2 separate regions of the Eptesicus fuscus genome follow, and region 2 is linked to region 1. Evidence: chromatin contacts called from public Hi-C data. All regions are on one chromosome and are shown on one strand. The core of a region is the stretch at or near the end of the contact, and the rest is flanking DNA. Distances in the headings are between cores, read along the strand shown. Region 1 holds the start of CD2 (CD2 molecule). Region 2 holds the start of TTF2 (transcription termination factor 2).

Evidence for each region. A called contact is a pair of places that touch in the nucleus more often than the background predicts.
Region 2: a Hi-C map of muscle shows a contact between it and region 1, with 4 times the contacts expected there. The contact joins the promoter of TTF2 here to the promoter of CD2 in region 1. A contact is called at or near these places in 2 of 2 Hi-C or Micro-C datasets (liver and muscle).

The regions. Positions count from the first base shown.
Region 1 is chr22:10,145,309-10,148,725 of DD_ASM_mEF_20220401, forward strand. CD2 (CD2 molecule) reads left to right here and starts at 1,693. Exons shown (of 5, transcript XM_054712246.1): 1 at 1,693-1,753; 2 at 1,832-2,197. The coding sequence starts at 1,693.
Region 2 is chr22:10,355,261-10,358,779 of DD_ASM_mEF_20220401, forward strand. It overlaps TTF2 (transcription termination factor 2), which reads left to right and starts at 2,263. Exons shown (of 23, transcript XM_008147222.3): 1 at 2,263-2,302; 2 at 2,383-2,485. The coding sequence starts at 2,275.

The sequences.
Region 1 (3,417 bases), core at 443-2,942:
AACTCCTCCAATATTGTATAAAGGTCCCTCTTCTTCCCTACATTCTTATATTTTATGAGTTTGACAATTTAATGTTGAAAATGGTATTTTATGGTGATTTTAGATGTCTTCTCATATGTTTATTGATATTTCTTCTATAAAGTATTTCTCCTATAAATTGCTCATTTATATACTTTACCCATTTCAAAAAATGGAGTTTTCTTTTTCTTATTGATAGGAATAATATATTTCTTGGATATTAATAATTTTTCAAATGTATTTAAACTATTTCCTGCCATGTCTTTTCATTTTTGTTCATCTCTTTGCCTATATATAAATGTTATCTTTTTATGTAGTCAATTATGTCCATCTTTTCCTTATTACCCTTGGATCATATAGTATACATAGGCAGGCCTTTCCTACTCAAAAAAGTGAAAAATGTTTTTATATTTTTTAATATTATTATAGGTTTTAATGGCTAAATATTTAACCCAGTTACAGCACATTTTTGTGGATGATGTGAGTTAGGGATTTGTCACACAATCATGAGCCCAACATTCTATTCAGGCTTCCTATGACCCAGTGGCTGAGATCCATTGCTTGGCTTAATTTCATTTCCTGGGCCACGTTTTGGAGATAATATCTGTATCTGTACGTAAAGTTGAAACAGAAAACAAGCCCAGTGTTTAAGATTGTTACTCCCTCTCTCTTACAGAAGCATAACACTGGAAACTGATTTTGGGGCGCTGCCTTTGGGTGTCCCCTTTTCTGGGACTAGACCTCTCTGTGCACCCATCACTGTACCCAACACTCTGCTACTCTGCCTGCATCACCAGTTTCCTTTTCCTTTCTCCTTCCAAGTCCGCCCTCCCTTCTCCTTCTCTCCTCATCGGTTCCTTTCTCTCACCATCAATAGTGTTACCCACCTTAAATGTTTTTTTAATGATTTGTCCTGGTTGCTTAATAGTATTTCATAGTCTCTATGCATTTTTGTTTGTTTTGGAACACATTTTTATTTGCCTAACTGTGAATTTTTAATAGAGTTACACAAATGTATGCTGAACATAAGATTTGGATATTTCAAACATTTAGAGCTGAGACTCAATTTATATTTGTTTCCTTTTATCATAATACAGTTTTAGAACCTCAAGAACACCTTTTGAAAAAAGAAATCCACTTTTATAATTATCTCATACGTCTTCATTTCCTAGTATTAATAACCATAGGATAAATAGTTATATGCTGCTATTCACTTTTGAACATCTACCTACATTTCCATGTGGTCTTGTCAGAGACATTTTAGCAGCATGATTAGGAGGTGGGCTACCTGGTAGAATTGGGGTCCCTGTTAACTAAGGGATGATGCTGAGTGATTCACTTAGCCTCTCAGTTTCTGTCTCTTCAATGGGGGATAAAACTCCCCAAGGTGCTGGTGAGAATTAAAAAGTGAGAAGAAAACACACACTCCTCAGTATGCCTTCTTCGGCAAAGGAGCACATCCGCAGCGTTGGTTTGCTCTGTGTGTGAGTGTGTGTGTGTGTGTGTGTGTGTGTGTGTGTGTGTGTGTGTGTGTGTACACGCACTCTCTCTGCTACTGTAAAAGAAGCAAAAAAGAGAGGCACGTGGTTAAGCTCACAGGGGTGGGTTCTTCCAGTCTTACTTTACTTCCTTGTGCTAAAGCTCAGAATCACAATAAGGAAACTAACCCCCAAGATGAACTTCGCATGTAAGATCTTAGCCAGCTTCCTCCTGATTTTCATCCCTTCTACCAAAGGTAAGTTGGTGTGCGGGTCTCCACTGCCACCGTTCCAAGCTTCTTTGGAGGCTCTGAAGTGAGTGCAGAGTCCGAGAGGTCACAGCCAGCTGTGCCTGGCAGTGAGTCTCAAGGCCTCAGAGACTGTCTTGCTTTTTATAGGTGTAGCTCCTCCAGCTAGCGAGGTCCTGGGTATCCTGCACCATGACATCGTGATCATTCCTGATCCTCCAAAGAAGGACAATATACTACATGACATAGCATGGAAAAAAGACGGAAGGAGGATTATACGATGTATAAATGGCATGATTACTAACGAGAATAAGGAAAAATACCAAGTATTTGAAAATGGAACTCTGAAAATTAAACATCTGCAAAGAAATGATAGTGACAGCTACGAGGTAAACCTATATAATTCGGATGGACACAACATATTGACGCAAACATTTGCTCTGAAGATTCTAGGTAAGTCTTTGTTCCCTAAATTCCTCCGTCTCAATATGGGTGCTATTTAGCAAGTTGGGGAATAGCATTTATCAAATATCTCCCAGCCCTGCCTCAGCCTTGGAGGAGCCCAAGGGAAAACTGAGGCATCCCTCCTGCCTCAGGGGAGGCTCCGAGCTGTGGGAGATGGAATCCACATGTGGAAATACACAGCTGATTCACAGTCTGCCTGCCTGGAACTGTCTGTCTCTCCAGTGGTTATATGGGAACGTGGGGCTGAGCAAAGAACCCGGATTAAGGTGGCATTAATCAGGAGGAGGGAGCAGGCAGTGGCGAAAGAATAGGCAGGCATTCCAGGTGGATGATGAAGGGCAAGCTAGGTGGGAGCAGGGAAGGTGAGGCTCACTGGAGAGCAGTGGGTCTTCCAACAAAGACAATTTCCAGCCAGGATGCCCTGAAGGAGTAGCTGTATGGCAGGAAAGGCCTGGGAAGGATGCATTTAAGGATGAAGAGCCCTGATTTCTGACCCACTCCGCATCAGAGTGGTCCAAATGGGTTCTGCCGGCCTCTGTAGAAAACGCGCAGGTGTGGCTCCGTGTGTCTGTGAATGGCCGGGAGGGCAGAGTGCATACTGAAGATGGTAGCAAGAAGACTGGCCAGGAGGCTGCTGCTGTATCCCAGTGAAGGGAAGAGGGGCTGGGTTGTGATTCTTAACCCTGCCTGCACGTTAGAATCAACCGAGAGGCTATTAAAAGTTGCCAGTGCCCTGGTTCCATCCTGACAATTAAGTCAGAATATTTTAGCGTGGGACCTGGGCATCAGCAGGGTCTAAAGGTTGTCAGGTGACTGTGATCAGCAGTAAAGGCTGACACTCTCTGGCCTGGACTAAAGGATGCCTGTCAAGTGAGGAAGGGTGAGTATATGGAGAGTCATATGTGGAGAAAGCCTAGGCAGGAAGGCATGGGTGTGGGACAGAGGGAAGAGAAAGTGGGACTGAAATGACATGCAGTTGAACGTCCAGGAGCCGCTTGAAAGGGGGTGATAAGAAGTGAGAAGAGGGTCCTAGCAGGTTCAGCTCAGTGGACAGAGCGTCGGTCAGTGGACCGAAGGGTCTCAGGTTTGATTCCAGTCAAAGAGCATGTGTTTCAGTTGCAGGTTCGCTCCCCAGCCCTGGTCAGGGCTTGTGTGGGAGGCAACCAACTGACGTTTCTCTCTCTGTGTCTCTCCCCTCCCTTCCACTG
Region 2 (3,519 bases), core at 1,013-3,512, 210 kb after region 1:
ATTTGTTTTTACTTTGTCTTTAAATTTATCTATAGGCATTTCAGAGGGGTAGTTATATACAAACTAACTCCACTTTGGTTCCAGGGACATCTTTATCTAGCCCTGCAGAGTTTACTGCTAATTATATTCATCTTCACATTTAAATACTATTTTATATTATTATTTAAGTGTTCAGTCTCTACCAGATATTGAGTAAGACTTTCGTGTTTAGTTGTTAGAAACTTTGTGTGTGTGAATAAATAAATTCTATATTTCTCAAGTGCCTAGTCCACACCGGACACACAAAAAGCTATTTAATATGTACTTGTTTAATTAATAAATGATACCTCAGGTTTGCTTTTCCTCTTGCAGACCCCCATGACATTTACATTTATCAGATAGCCCAGGCTTCCTAGACACTGCAGCTTTTCTGTCCTGCTGTCCCCACTAAGTACAGCAGCAGCACATGCCATACCATATGTCTGGCCATATGGCCCTCAATAGCTGTAATACAAAACCATCTCCATTGCAATAAGTCTGATTTCTATTCCTCCATTTAAATACACACACACACACACACACACACACACACACGCACACACACACACACACACACACTAGAGGCCTGGTGCACAAAATTCATGCATGGGGGGTATCCCTCAGCCCAGCCTGCACCCTCTCCAATCTGGGAATCTGGGACCACTGGCTCCTAACTGCTCGCCTGCCTGCCTGCCTGCCTGATCGCCCCTTACTGCCTCTGCCTGCCGACCTGATCACCCTTACCTTGCCCCCCTGCTGGCCTGATCAACCCTAACCACCTCTGCCTTAGCTCCCAGCCTAAGTCGCAGTCTGGCTTCCCTCTGTGGGAGGCGACCTAGCGGATCAGGGGAAGGTGCCACCCCCATTACCCGGCTGCTGCTGCCACTGCCAGCCTGAGCCTGGGCCCTTCGCAGCCGCTGTGGCTTTGTCCGGAAGGTCATCTGCTCTAATTAGCATATTACCCTTTTATTAGTATAGATTTTTTAAATTGATTTCAGAGAGCAAAGGAGAGGGAGACAGAAACATCAATGATGAGAGAATCATCCATCGGATGCCTCCTGTACACCCCCTACTGGGATGGAGCATGCGCCCTTGACCGTTGACGGGAATCAAACCTGGGACTCTTCAGTCAGCAGGCCGAGGCTCTATCCACTGAGCCAAACCGGCTAGGGCTATTCCTCCCTTTTTAATGGATAACTTGGACTGCGATTTCAAATACAGTCCCCTTTCATTTAATTTCACCCTCGATTTTTAATATTATCAGAGCACACTGGTAGAAAAAAGTTTGACAGTAAGTACAAAGTCAAGTTCCCCTTCACCCCTACACTACCAGCGTCTAGAGAACATTCTGTACACACAGGGGGCACCTGCCCGTAATTCGCTGATTCTATGACCTTGGGGGAGTCACTTTAACCCCTATGAGTCTCGGGGGTCCCTCCATAAAATGCTGCCCATCTCTCCAGGTTGTAGAGTCTAGAGAGACATGCGTGTGTAGGCACTCTGTGGGGTCTTAAGCGCTACACAAATTTAAAAGACCTTTGTGGGGTTCTTTATGCCTGTCCTGGGGCAGACCTGTCAGTTCACCACGCAGCTGTAAAGGACGCCCCCGATCACCTCTCACCCGCACCCCATCTTGCCCCCGCCGCTCCAGCACCACAAGTTCTACGGCTCCTCCTGCGGTGGCCGCGCCTCCAGGCCTGTCCTCCACAGGGACCGTGACCGAGCACCGCGACAGAGCGCCCATGAGCGCCAGGCCCAGGCCCCGGGAGACCCGGGAAGCTCGCGGCGTTCTCGGCCATCGGGAGGAGCGAGCCTTCTTCGCAGCGCTCCTCCCTGCAGTTTGTAAACCCGTGTTTCCTCTAGGGCCGCCCCCTAGGGTCTCAAATGGAAACCCGAGTCGCCCCGGTCTCAGTCCAGCCCGTAGCTCCCCGTGTTCCTGGCAAGCGAAACTCGCCACCCGACCTCTAGTCTAAACCACCCTCCAGCCTTAGCCACGCCCCCCAGCCAAATGCCCCGCCCTCGCGCCTCAGCCTCAGATTTGATTTCTGCGCGCGCCAAGTCTTGGTGTAGCTATGATTGGTTGGAGGTGAGCCAATCTCCAGTATGATTGGCTGGTAATAGCGAGAGGGTGGGGCTAATGCCACGGCGGGAATTATGGGGGGGGATTTAAGACTGATGATTGGTTCTGGAGGACCGACTGAAAAGCGGAAGCAGGTGTTGGGGCGGGACTTCGTGGGAGAGGCCGGAAAGAACGTGATGGAATTAGTTAGGTGTCCAGAGCATGGTGAGGGGCCAGGGTCCTAGGGCCCCCCCGGGGTCGGTCCATCTATCATGGCGTAATTGTTGTCGACCTTCTCTCCTCAGGGACTTCCTGCTTTCTGAAGACCGGCGTTCGCGATGGCCCGAATAAAGGGAAGAGCTTCTACGTGTGCCGGGCGGACGCTTGCAACTTTGTGCAGGCCACCGAGTAGGTCCCGACTCCCCGTGACCTCGCGGGGCCTCCCGGGGGGAGCCGCCGGCTCTCGGCGCCCGGCGTCAGAGGGTGCAGGAGCGCTGGGGCCCCTGGTCTGCGGAGCCAGGGCCCTTGAAGTAGTTGGTAATCCCAGCACCGCAGGGCGTGTTGGGGAGACGCTCCGCTCCTGCTTGCTGTGTGACCCGAGCCTGGTTGCTTACCCTCTCTGGGTCACCAAGAGCTGTGTAAGGGGGGATAGGCTACCTCTAATCCTTCTGGTCCTTTCCAGCTCTGGGTTTCTATTTATTTGTTCGGCCTAGGCAACTTGGACATTCCCCTCCTCCGCCCCATTTAACTGAGGACCTACAGGCAGAGTAGGAAGGAGTTGGGCCTTGTTTTGAATTAGTTTCAGGCTGAACTGGTTTTTAAGTGTTTGAGGTTTAAAACACCCCGTTGGCCCCATCTACAAACAGGATCCTCTGCATTTAAGTGGTGATAATGATAATCCAAAGAAACGAGTTACTTCAGGGGTTAATGCTGAAAGGAAATCAGATACCTGATTTCAGCACTGGAGTTTTACAAAATGGAAAGCTGAGACCCAGCAATATTAAGTGTCTTTTTTTAAAGTGAGAAAAATTAATACTATTCTCAGAGTGTTCATGTTTTGTAGTGCCAGCTGTCCACAGTCTCTAGAGGACTTGAAAGCGATCACATCATTAAACATGTTTTCCTTCTCTCTACTGGACTTGAGAAAGAAAAATAACTTTTCTCTATACCATGTAAAGCACATAATGGATATCAACTAGAAAATAAAGTATTTTTCCAACATGTGATGTTAACTTTTCCGAGAAAATATTCTTTTACTGGTAGCCCTCTACTAAGGTTTTTAATTGAAAGAAATTACTGGGATCCACTTTCATTAAATACAAAATGATTTTGAGTAAAACTGTCAAATCTTGAGATAGAAGGCACCAACCAAAAATAAGCTATCAGTAGCATATTATGTTAGGGTTTGCTATTTATTTCTCGTTTCTATACTGAGCTTCTTA